2 separate regions of the Sus scrofa genome follow, and region 2 is linked to region 1. Evidence: chromatin contacts called from public Hi-C data. All regions are on one chromosome and are shown on one strand. The core of a region is the stretch at or near the end of the contact, and the rest is flanking DNA. Distances in the headings are between cores, read along the strand shown. Region 1 holds the start of VGLL3 (vestigial like family member 3). Region 2 overlaps VGLL3 (vestigial like family member 3).

Evidence for each region. Hi-C and Micro-C count contacts between places; a contact is called where the count stands out from the background.
Region 2: a contact with region 1 is called in a Hi-C map of fetal skeletal muscle, with 2.1 times the contacts expected there. The contact joins the enhancer-like site here to the promoter of VGLL3 in region 1. A contact is called at or near these places in 4 of 47 Hi-C or Micro-C datasets (adipocytes, embryonic fibroblasts, fetal skeletal muscle and 1 more).

The regions. Positions count from the first base shown.
Region 1 is chr13:168,788,168-168,794,398 of Sscrofa11.1, forward strand. VGLL3 (vestigial like family member 3) reads left to right here and starts at 2,409. Exons shown (of 4, transcript NM_001143929.1): 1 at 2,409-2,538. The coding sequence starts at 2,413.
Region 2 is chr13:168,820,675-168,827,369 of Sscrofa11.1, forward strand. All of the region lies in intron 3 of VGLL3 (vestigial like family member 3), which reads left to right. Among named protein-coding and RNA genes, the nearest start is that of VGLL3, 33 kb to the left of the region's middle. Within about 2 kb of position 4,942, at least 1 of the 83 cell types and tissues checked has an H3K27ac peak or open chromatin away from gene starts, as enhancers often do. A contact at or near this core is called in fetal skeletal muscle, where this site is marked.

The sequences.
Region 1 (6,231 bases), core at 1,159-3,658:
GACATTGGGGCCTGGATATCAGGTAGGTGCCTCCTGCAGGATTCTGGGTGAGAGATGCTGAGTGAACGAAGGATTATAGCAGCAGAGATAAAGAGATGAGGGAAGAGAGTCAGTAGAAAAGTAAAAGTTGGGGTCAAGTTGGGACTGTAAGAAGATAGGCATGTTGGATATTCCCAGATTTCTAGCTCAGCAGCAAGGGTGGGAGTTTCAACACCTGAAATGGAGGTGAAAACAGGAGAATCAGGTTGGGTCTGTGGGGAAAATATTAGTGCCATTAAGACTGAGGTTCCTATGGAATATCTATATGAAGCCACCCAAACAGAAGCTGAATAGATGAATCTAGAACACAGAAGAGGGGTAGGACTGATGGTTGTCAACTTGAGAAAAGGCAGTAATAAACATTTCAAGTAAATTTGCATATATCTTACTGATGGGACCACTCTTCCATTACAAAGAACACAAAGTCTAAACTGTGAAAGCCCTTATTGAATATATTTTTAATATTCAATGGATGAAAGAATGAGTAAATAGGAGCTGCTATGAGTAGCAAAGAGTTCCTATCCAGTTATTATAGTTTGTGTATTTGAGTTTATGAGTGAGGGCATGTGTGAGTATATATGCATTTATATTCTTGTGTGTCTGTGTAGTTATACATAACCACATACACATTTATATAAAGATTAAGAATATAAACAATATATTGGTGCTGTACCTATGTATTAGTTTGCTAGGGCTGCCATAACAAAATACCACAGACTAGGTGGCTTAAATACAGAAATTATTTTGTCACAGCTTTGGAGGCTAAAATCCAAGATCATAGTATCCTCAGAGATAACTTTTGGTGAGGCTTCTCTTTCTGGCTTGTAGACTGAGGAAGATGAAGGATGAATCTCACTGGATATCACAAGGCCTTTCCTCTGTGCTAAAGCAGACAGATCTCTAGTATCTTTTCCTCTTCATAAGGACACCAGTCCTAGATTAGGGCCCCATTTTTATGACTTCGTTTTTAACCTTAATTACCTCCTGGTAGGCTTTGTTTCCAAACACAGTCACACTGGGGGCTAGGCTTTAACACATGAATTTTGGGGGACACAGGTCAGCCCATTACTACCATCAGTATTTTGACATCCTGGTTAACTTCTCCTCAAAGGACAATCTGTGTAAAACAAAGAGAATGTTCTGTGTCATATATACTTGTTAAAGGTCAGAGAGTTTGTTTATTTATAAAATAGGTATAATTCTTTTTTTACTTTATCTGATTATATTGAAATATATTGTATTCTAGGAACATTTTCATTTCAGAGAGGGCTGTAAGCCACTTGCACATAAATAAACCTTTAAATAATAGCTAGATGGGTTTAATCGACTGTTGTTGTCTGTTGCTCTATGGCAACCAGGCTGAAAAAGCCAGAAGAGGTTGACATCCCACAAGGGCGTCATACCATGAACGTGTAAACTTGAAGCGGAGATTGCTTGTAGAAAACCGTGTTGCATTCTTGGCATGTGTGCACTTGCAATGAAGTTAACTTTCACTTATGGTTATATTTAATGTAGGAGCTAATCCCAGTTTATTTTGCGCCTACTCTGCTTTACCCCTTCGTGCACTTGCCCTTCGTTTAGCCTTGGCCTCTACGTTGGTGTTCCTTGTAAATTTCCTTGTGTCTGGGAAGCCCTTGCCCTGGCGGCCAGGTGACAGGAGACAGGGTGGGAACCCGCGGAGCTTTAAGGGCGTGGAGCCTCTCGCATACCATTCCCGCCTACCACCGCCCAACTGCCAGGAGGCGGAGAGGGCCTCCAACTTTGCTCCAATCCGCGGCCGGCCCTCCCCGGGGTCCCCTGCTGGGTGACCCGCCCGCCACTGACGGAGTCGAAGGAACTTCGCTGAGCTCCGCTTCAGAGCCCGGGAAGGCGAGGTGCTCCCCCTCCTCCTCTGCCCTCCCTCTGCCCCCGCCTCCCGGTCCTCGCCCAGCCGGGATCGCCAGCGATAGGACGAGCCCCGGGCGTGCATTGTGTATATGCAAACCAGAGGCCAGCTCCCCAGGTCTGCGCGACCCGGACGGGGCTGCGGCAGCGGCTGGCGCTGCTTGGGGTGCCGCAGCCCTCGCCGGAGCCCTGCACTGTCATGCCCCCGCCGCGCGGCGGGCCAGTGCGTCCCCGAGTCGCTCTATAAGCGCAGGCCAGGGGACACCACCCGGAGGGGCTGAAGATGAGGGTGCCCGCGCATGGGCCCCCGCTGACTGCCAACCCCTCCCGAGCCCGCGCCCCGCGCGGAGCCCGCGGCCGCCGAGGACCCGCCTTCGCCGTAGTAGCAGCTGGAGCTGCGACAGAGGCAGCAGCTGCGGCGCCGGCGCCGGTTGCGCTAGCGCGTAGAGCGGCGGCCGCAGCTCCGGGGCCGCCGCTGCCCCGGCTGCCATGAGTTGTGCGGAGGTGATGTATCACCCCCAGCCGTATGGAGCGCCCCAGTATCTGCCCAACCCTGTGGCAGCTGCAACCTGCCCCACAGCTTATTACCACCCGGCGCCCCAACCTGGCCAGCAGGTGAGTCAGCGACCGGGCAGCCTGCCGGGGGCGGGGGCGAGGGGCACCGAGAGTATCGGTCTTGGGATCCCGCGCTGTCCCTCTGGGACGGGTAGCGCGGAGGATGCTCTGAGACTTGAAGGAGCGCCCTTGAGCGGAAAGCCATAAGAAGAGAGGAGACAAGGCTTCAGAAAGGGACAAGCAGTCAGGTGGACAGGTAGGGATTCGAAATGAGGCGTTACCTGGCTAGGGGCTTCAGTGAGCTGTTGTCACTGGAGCTCAGAGGCTATTCCTCATAGCCACCCTACTCTTAGGGCTCAGTTCTCTGAAGCTTGCCAAGGGCATCTGTCTTAGGAGTATGTGAGTAAACTTAAACCAAATATTTTGTTTTCTCTGAAAGGTAAAGTGTTTCAGGGTTTTCTTGATTGAAGGGATGAAATGTGTCACTGACCTAGGGGAATCTCCCTGGACAGTGAACTCATAGAATGACTTTTCTGGGACTTTGCTAGTGGAACATGGGTCTAATTTATTATCTATCCAGTGTTACTAGAAGTTCTCTGTAAAGTCTGTCTTCTTCCCATACTGTGACTTAGAGGATAGGGATTGATCCCCGAATACCTCTTTCATTTTTAATTCCATCAAAGCAGAGAAGTGTTATGGTTCAGTCTACTGGCTGGAACCCTTCTCTTTCCCAGCCAAGGTGTAATCTTGTATCAGTGGATGCTGGATCTACACCACTCCAAGGGTGACTGAATGCTGTCTGATAAAAAAAGAGTTCAGGAATTAGGGAGATGATTCATTTCTTTCAGAAGGAAGAGTAGGGTCCTAAGGAATTTAGCACAAGGTACCCCTGGACATTCCTTTCTCGATGCCAACAGAGTGTGTGTCAAAGCTTAGTTAGCGTTATGTGGAACATGTATGTGAGCATGTGGCCAGGGGCTGTGCCAAAATACGGTCCTCAGACTTTGGGAATTAGGGTGTGTTGATTTGGTAAGACTTAAAAAAAATACAATTTCTATTCTCTGAGGTGGAGACACCTATCAGGGATTTAGATATGGTTCCAGTGTTAACATCCACAAAATTTATTGATTGATCTTTTTTAGTTTCTTAAAAACCATGTGTTCTATTGTGGTTTTCAGGGTTTGGCTCTTCAATTAATCTGGACACTTAATTTCTCTTTTTCCTCTACCTCTGCCTCTTTACTACATTTATTGTGCTACTCTTTAGAAAGAAATGTAACTTCTGTTCAGAATTTAGGGACTGAAATTCAGCTGATTCCAGAAGGGTATATACTTTAGATTTATCTGCTAAACAGTATGAGCTTGTATGAGCTTAAACAGGACCAACTAAGTCCCATTTTCTTACTATCTTTTTTTTTTTTTTAATATTCAGCAGTTTTAGGATTTCAAAGCAAGATTACTTTTAGGGAAGGGATTGGGAAAGCATTTTGTAATTTGTGATCAAGGGTGACAGGTTAAACATTTTGGTTATGCTGTTTGCTTTTCTTTGGCTTTAAATATAAAAGATACAAGTAAGAGAGAAAGCCATTTAGGTACAAGTCAAGCAAGTGAGACAAAGAGATGCAGGATATATACTTTTTGTGTGTTTTATGAACACTCTGTCCCGGATGAACCACCCTTTCCTTCTTTCCTTTCTTCCATCTCAGAGACTGTAGAGGCCTTCAATTATCAGTTGGAATGTGGACAGGCAACAGACTCAAACTTTACTAAACATTCAGAAAGGTATTTTTCCCCTTCAAAAATAACTTTAGCAGAATAGTTGTGAATAAGGTTTTTTTTTTTTTCCAGAGTTGTGAAAATATTCCCATTAAAATACGAATTACTGGTGGTGGTTAGAATTGAAATACTTTTTTTGAGCTAGATAGTGAAATTCAGTATCAGGAAAAGTATAAATAACTAATTATGGCATTTATTTTTCAATAAAAAATAACTCTGATACTTTAGCTTTTTCAATAGCACCAAAACTCATTTCCCAAATTGCATTATTTTGCTAAGACCATCAGTAAACTAAAAAAAAAAAGCTTTTTTTTCACCTGAATTGTCCACCTTGATGAGTGACAAATATTAATAAATAGTGATCAATTTCTACTATCCTTTGGCTTTTGTAGATTTTGTTTAAGTTGATGTTAGGCTTTGTTGACCTTAAGAAATTAGTTGAGAAGTGTGCTTGAAATTTTCGTGTTGCTTTTCTACACTGGCTTGTTCCAGATTATTCTTTTTTCAAGTAAGAAAACTATTTGTCTATAACTGGCTAGCAAAATAAAAAGACAGTAGTGTAACTACTGTTCTTTTACTGTCAGGAGTTTATTTTGATGACCTATATTTTCTATTGGAAAAAGGAATAAATCAGGAAATTCTTATCAGGCTGACAGCATTTTTAGACTATGCGGTGCGTGGGTGAAGTGGGACTAATATTGACTTGGCCCCAACGTAGTCATCTGAGAATACATATTTTGGTTGTTTTTGCATTCCATAAGGTTTTATCATTATTATCCATGAAGATTGTTTTCTCCGTACATGGGAAGTGACCCCTAATAGCATCTTGCCTGGGAGACAAAAATAAGGTCTACAAGTCCTACTGCATTTGCTAAATTGACTTGTTGAGAACAAGAAATACAAATGTTAGGAAGTTTAATGGTCATTTATAAAATGTTAGAAAAGAGAGCATTAAAGTTTTGTATCACTTCTGTATTTTCAATTACTGCAGTATAGCTTTGAACTGATTTTTTTCTCAAATCCATACATCTCTGAAAGCCTTGTAAATTATTATGTCATAATGGTTTATTATGATAGATTTTAAACACATAGGTGTATTTTCCGCTTAATGTATGATTATATAATAGGGATTCTTTTTGAAATGGTGGAACTTCATATACCAGGCACATGTACTCTTAGCTTTTCCTCTGAAAGCACAATGTACACTGGAAATACTGTTTCAGTTTTTAATTGAACATGTTATACGTTGTAGGTATTAGATTTGTGCCTTGAAAACAGCTTATACATCAGGCTGCACTGTCATGTGTTACTTAGGCATATAGTAGGCTAAGGGAATCAAAGTAAAATATAAATGTATATGAGGAGTCAATTTTATAGACCCTGACATTAATTCCTAGAAATTGCATGGCTCGGCATAAATTGCACAGTGTGCTTTATAAAGCCAGGCTTTGCTGAGGTATGTGAAGCCTCTGGTCCCTGTGCCCACCATCTCTTTGTAGCCTTAACGTGTCAGTCCCTACCATCTCCTTAGGAGAACTCTTGCCTCAGTCTCTCAGCACATGCTTCAAAGGCATGATGACACTGCAGAAACATGTGCAGAAAGGAATGTACTCATATTCTAACAGTGACAGTAGGAGAGAAGAGAAAAAAAAATTCAAAATAAGTGTCAGGAAAAATTAAGGAAAACAGTTGAAATCATAGATTCCCTTCATACCCTGTGGATTTCTCATCTTAAATGCAGACAATCTGTTGTCTAAGATCTGATCTTCCTTCCCCCTTATATTCATAATGTTAACATTAGGAAGATATTTAAAGCAAAGCTTTCAGTAGTCCATTGATGAGGCGGTGAAAGAAGAGGAGAACAATCCCCCATTCTCTGTGCATAGGGATTTTTAATAATCACACCTTGGGTTTCAGATAAGTTAGAGCATATTTACTCTGTCCTCTTCAAGGGTGACACCTGGGTGAATTAACAAGT
Region 2 (6,695 bases), core at 3,692-6,191, 35 kb after region 1:
AACTCCCTGAAAAAATTGTATTTTAATGCAGTCTAAGTTGTAATTATTATTGCTCAAAATTATTATGTAATGTTTCCTTTGAAATAGACCAATTACTTCATTGGTTAAGATCAAGGTATTCAGTATTGCTTAATATTATATAGATACTTTACATTGGAATCCATTAGAAACATAAATATCCTAGTTTTATCAAGTACAGGAAATAAAACAGCAGGGTGAAAAATAGCTAACATACTAGAGCAGCAAATGGAGAAGCTGTTTCTCTTCATGGAAGAGAGATGGACATCGTTATCCTTTGCTTTTCCATCCAGCCTGTAAGTTGCCATCTCTTTAGATCACCTCTCAGGACCCATGCTTTCTTACATGCAGTCTGGAGCTGACAAACCTGGGCGGAACTTAGGTGTGAAAGTTTTCAGAGTAACCTTGCTAATTTAACTATTTTAACATCTCTTTTTAAAATGTCACTAATATTAGAATTTCATTGTAAGTATGAAGGGTTTTAAAGTCATGGAGATGTGCATACAATAACTTCTTGGAAATCACTTATTTCTCTAAGCGTTTACATTTACGAAAAAAGAGTAAAGGAAACCAAGAGTTCGCAAATTCAGACATTTGAATATCAATAGCATAATAATCTCCATCTCCAGGCTTTACACGGAGATATATAGTAAATTTGGAAAGAAAACATTGAGAATCACAGTAATATTTAACAGGATAATATAGTTATATAAGGAATTCTCACTGTGGCACAGTGGAAACGAACCCGACGAGGATCCATGAGGATGCGGGTTTGATCCCTGGCCTTGCTTACTGGGTCAGGGATCTAGCATTGCCATGAGCTGTGGTGTAGGTCACAGACGTGGCTTGGATCCCACATTACTCTGGCTGTGGCATCAGCCAGCAGCTGTAGCTCCAGTTTGACCCTAGCCTGGGAACTTCCATTTGCCTCAAGTGTGGCCCTAAAAAGCAAAATATATACATATATATATATATTGAAATATTAAAGTACTAAGATTATTTTTTAGTGTAGAGATGAGGAAGCACTAAAGTAACATACATGGCAGGGGCTCAACTACAAGTAGTTTCCCTCCTTCCACTTTACTGTTTCTCATGAAACATATCAATTAGTTGATTTATATATACATGTATAAAGGTTATGGGGTTGGTGATTCACTGAAGTCTTTCCTGATAGTGATTTTTATAAATGATGAGGAAATTAGAAAATTTTATTTAATGGTGTTATAAAATACAACAGTCAGAGAAGCTTACTTTTAATCATTGGATTTCAGCAGGGAGACACATAAAATGGCACTTTAATATAGAAGCCAGCCTAAAACTGTGTGAATTTTCAATGACAGTTGTGAGGGTCAATAAAGATTAATAGATTTTTGGATACTTATCTTGAGGGTATTATCTCAATTAGGACAGTTAAAATGTTAGAAGGGGAGATGTGAATTAAAACAAAGAAAAGAAATACTAGGCAGAATGTTAGTAAACGAATGCTCTCTGTGTATTTTTTTTTTTTGTTTTTTACAGTTTATGATGATTGAGTAACAGTGAAGGCTGGTAATTAACAACTGATTGCTTCCCACTTTCTGCAAACCTTTTTATTTTTCTCTGACCTAGGGCATAAGCCTATTTTCCACTGAGAGAAAAAAAAACAAAAAAACACCAAAGGTATGTTAAAATATTTACACACTCCCGAATGGTGTTAGTATAAAAGGCACATGTCCAGAATGTCAGTTTCCTGACCAGAAGGGTAATGGAAACCATCTTTGAGACGCATGCAAAATGCCAGGAGATCGCAGCCAGAGAGTGAGATCTGCATGAAAAGGAGCAGAATGGCGAATCAGAGGGAGAAGTGCATTCCAGAGTGCTGCTGTCAGTTTCAAGTCTCTGTGGCTGGATTCTGCAGGACCTTGAGCAACTCCCCTGTTCTCCCAGGGCCATGTAGATCTTGCCCTCTCTCTTGGCCCTTCATCCCTAGAGTGGTGCCATAATGGCACAGTGCCCGAAGCCTGGGGCTTTTGTCTCACACAGGCATCTCTGATCTTACAGGAGGAGTGCAGAAGCCTTCTGAGAGGATTCTGAATGTTTAAGGATGCATTTGCATGATAATACAAATAATTGTGCATGTGCGAATTCTCATAAAACATATCTTGATTAAGGGGAAATGCTATTTCTCATACATTGTTGATAGAAAATTAAAGAGTTGTAGGTTTTTTCAAAAAGTAGTCTGAAAACTGTGTGGCCCAGCATTTTTCCTCTTGGGAGTTTATGCCACACAAATACAAACAAGCAGCATTGTATGAGGGTCTAGGCACAAAACTGTTTGTTGTGACAATGTTCATTGTAGCAAAAAAAGTGGAATCGAGTGACTCCCATCAAGAGGGGAATTTGTGAGTGGATTCTGTTTTATGTGGTAATGCTGACTGAAGATAAAAAAATGAGGAAGCACGTTAAAAATGAATGACAGGAAATCCTGTATATATATATGTCTGTGGTGTATGCATGTACTTACAATTTAGTGAAAGCAGAGACTCCTGGATTGTCGACTTGTGTTTCCTTTTGAGGCTGAAGTAATTAGGGTCGCTAATATGAGTTTAAGGAGGAGAGGAGGAGGTGGAGTTTAGAAGAAAAACATATGTAGGTATGTATGTATATGCATATGTGTGTGTAAGAGAAAAAGACAAGGGGAGAGAAGAAAAAGATTGATTTTATTAATAATTTACTCTCCCCTGCAAATTTAGGGACTCATAAAATGATGGTAAATAAGGGAACCTTAGTCCTTGCAGAGATGAGGAAATTCACATCCAGAGAGGTATCTAAGAAAAAAGAGGACCAAAAAATAGATTTTGGGACCCACATCTTCACTTACTGTATTATGGTGAGCAGGTCTCAGAACCTCTCTGCTCTTCTTCTTTAGAAGCAAAATGGAAACGATACTGCCTACTCTGATGTAACTATGAGAGTCCAATGCACTAATGCACATGGTCCTGTTTTCTAGGTAGTGACACCTGGTGCAGAATGAAAGCGCTCATTATTCTTAATAAATACGGTGCTTTTGGAGTTCCCATCATGGCACAGTGGTTAATGAATCCAACTAGGAACCATGAGGTTTCAGGTTTGAACCCTGGCCTCGCTCAGTGGGTTAAGGATCCAGCATTGCGGTGAGCTGTGGTATAGATCGCAGACGCAGCTCGGATCCTGTGTTGCTGTGGCTCTGGCGTAGGCCAGAGGCTACAGCTCCGATTAGAGCCCTAGCCTGGGAACTCTCATGTGCCCAGAGAGCAGCCCTGGAAAAGGCAAAAAGACAAAAAAAATTAAATAAGTAAATACAATGCTTGTCAAACAGAAAAAAAAAAGCACTGGAGATGTGAGGCTTCACGAATAATTGAAATGCAAGCTCTGTATTCTTCTGACACTTTCTGATTATTTCTAACTGAGCTTGTTTCTGTTCTTAAAGAGTATCTGTGATATTTGTTGGAGCCAATTTTCCCAGTAGTGGTGTTTGCTGGTATTGGCCATAAAACAAAAACTGGGTGCTTTTATATTGATTGGGCAGATAATGAGAGGCGGGATAAAGAATCAAGATAATAAGGATTTGAAAAGTTATCAGGATATATGTCTTTGACATTTTTATAAACAGTTTTCCCATTTAAAACACTCAATCATGTGGGATGAGAGAGTACTAAAAAATACATTCTATCCTTTTGTTCTTATATATTGTTGAGATGTTTGTTCTTGTACTCACATAATTCAAAAGATTTTATGTGCAGAACAAGGAAGTTAGACTATACACATGATTAGATTCAATGAAACTCCATTAATATGTGCTAATCCTTAAAAAATATGAACTAGGAGTTCCTGTCGAGGCGCAGTGGTTAACAAATCCGACTAGGAACCATGAGGTTGCAGGTTTGATCCCTGGCCTTGCTCAGTGGGTCGATGATCCGGCGTTGCCGTGAGCTATGGTGTAGGTTGCAGACACGGCTTGGATCCTGCATTGCTGTGGCTCTGGTGTAGTCCGGTGGCTATAGCTCTGATTAGACCCCTAGCCTGGGAATCTCCATATGCCACGGGAGCGGCCTTAGAAAAAGGCAAAAAGACCAAAAAAAAAAAAAAAAAAAAAAACCAAAAAAAACTAAAAACTGATTCATTTTCTAGTTTTAATTTTGGAAACAAGTTTCTATTGATAACTCTATAAATCGAGTGGCATCTCTTACTTTATAAAATGTTTTCTTAAAAATTACAAGCAAAATTGGGTAACACCATTATCTTTCTATTTTCCTGAAGGAGTTGCAATCAACTAACTCTAGTTGAGATTGGGGACTTTGTCAAACTACACAAAATCTTCCCAAGAGATGCTTATATGCTTGCCCGAGAGGGAAATTACAGAGGTTGAAAAAACTCCTAGTTAATTCTAACATGACTGAATGAGAACCACACAATGCATTGAAGGGCCTGTTTCAGAGGTCAGTGTATTTTGTATAAGCAAATTATCTTCCCAGTAATGCTTTTCTGTTTCTTATATCTCATATGGGGTACATCTAAAAGAAACACACCTCTAATGAAAAAAATCTATATCGGAACTTGTCCCCAGACAATTTTTTATCGACTTTCAAATAGGCTACAGAGATTATATACAAAAATTCTATATGGCGTGTGGAATGCACAGATTCTTTTTATTCTCTTTTCTGGCTGCCTAGCTCCTCTCTTATTGTTTTATTTATCAACAATATAAGGTTTCACAAACAGTTGCCTGTGGGCAACATGGTCTGAATTCCTTGGCAAAAAGATGACCAAAAAAAGTCTTGCAAGAGACAGATGAGAGGCAAAATATGCCATTTATTGTTTGGTTACAGGCTGATATACTGGGGATTTAATTTTTGTCAACCACAAGCATGTGTTATAATGCTTATTTTCGTAGCTGCCTTGTTTGAGCAGTATCAGGTGACACGTAATATCTTCACAATCATTGAAACCCTATTTATGTTTGCTTGGATTAGACAGACGTTTCTGGAAAATGTCAGAGAGAGAGTTTGTGTTCGTGTCACATAGAAGTGAGATGAAAAATTACTAATGTCAGTGTAGAATTGATCTATATGCAACATACCTCATTCTTACTGAATATTTTCCAATATGTTTTGATTTCATGGGGAGATTGATTACTTAAACTTAATGGGCATAAAAAGTACATTGTATTTCTGCAGTTCTGAAGTAATTTTTAAAACTTTAGAGTCTTTCCCTAACTCTTAGTTTCTGGTAGAATGTTTGCTATGTTGGTGTTGTGTCCTTAATTAAGGTTTTACGGGTAAACAATGGATCCAGATTAGCTCTTCCTCCAGTTGGATTATCTATTTTCTGGATCATAAAGCTGTCACTGAATAACCTAGAAACCTCTTTAAAGACGCATGTTTGGCTGCATTTGTTATCCAACAGATGTCTGGATAGTTAGAATCCCTTGAGAGTATTATAACTTGTGGTTTCAGTTACAAAAAGTGATCCAAGCGTTTTGGTCTTTCTCCTCTCCAGTTCTGGAAGAAAGTCTGTAGAAGAAATTACAGAGGGTATTTCATTTCACTCTTCCCCATTCCCTTTTTCTTTTATTCTTTGTCTCTGTCTTCAAAGTTTCTTTTTATATGCTTTTGAAACTGAGGTCACTGACTTGGTGAGGGGTGTCTACATGCCATGTTGCACCTTCTGGTACCCAGCTTCTCTCAGCCAAGAGGTTAGCACACTGACATTTGTATTTTGAGATGGTAAAATGCCATTATGATAAAAAACTACCTACCTCTGTGATTCACATTTTGCATTTGCCCAGGCATTCAATTTTTTTAGAATGGCTGGTTCAGATTTGTAACTCCATATCCTGATGCTTAAAGTACTTGCCAGTTTCCCTTCCAGCTGGGCATTTCAACGTGTGCAAGTCAGCAGGCAGCTGTCGCTAAAGGCTAGCGATTCAATGCATGAGTTTGTGGTTTCAGGGGGAGGAAGGTTCTGAGAGGGCAAGCAAGCTGAGAGGGCCTGGTGTCTGGGCCAGAAGCAGTGGGAAACACTTGGCCACTGAACTGCTCATTACCTGTAATGTTGGCCTCAGGTGTACAGGTACTGAGCTTCTTCCAATAAAGTAGTAACTAATGGTCAGTTAGTAAGGTCAGGTTCAGTAGACTTTAAATTTCTATCCTTCTTTGAAGTTAAACTTGAAGATATTTTGACAGGTTCAGACAGTTTTAACCTCACTACCTCTGACAGTACTACTACATGGAGATTTTAAGGCAATTCTAGCTGTGCCTCATTTCCACATCTCTAAACACTGAAAACCTTCCCTCTGCTAATCAGTTATTATGCTGTCATAATTAGGTATCATTATTTTAGTGTGTAAGAGTTGTAATGATAAGTGGATAATTATAATTCGTGTCAATAAATTTAATCTTTGATCTGTTCAAGAATACATCTTACTTGTGATGACTTAAAATAATTATTGTCCAAAATATAAGTATTAAGTATGGAGATACTTAGTGCTCATCAAATTGGCAAAAAGTACTTGTAATACATGAGAGAAAAAAATGCCAACATACCTAATATATAAAAAGCATTTAGAAATCAATGAGGAAGTCACTTTTTTGAAAACATAGAAAATTGGCCTCATATAAAACACAGGGAAGAAATGCCAAGATCACATAATGTTCAGC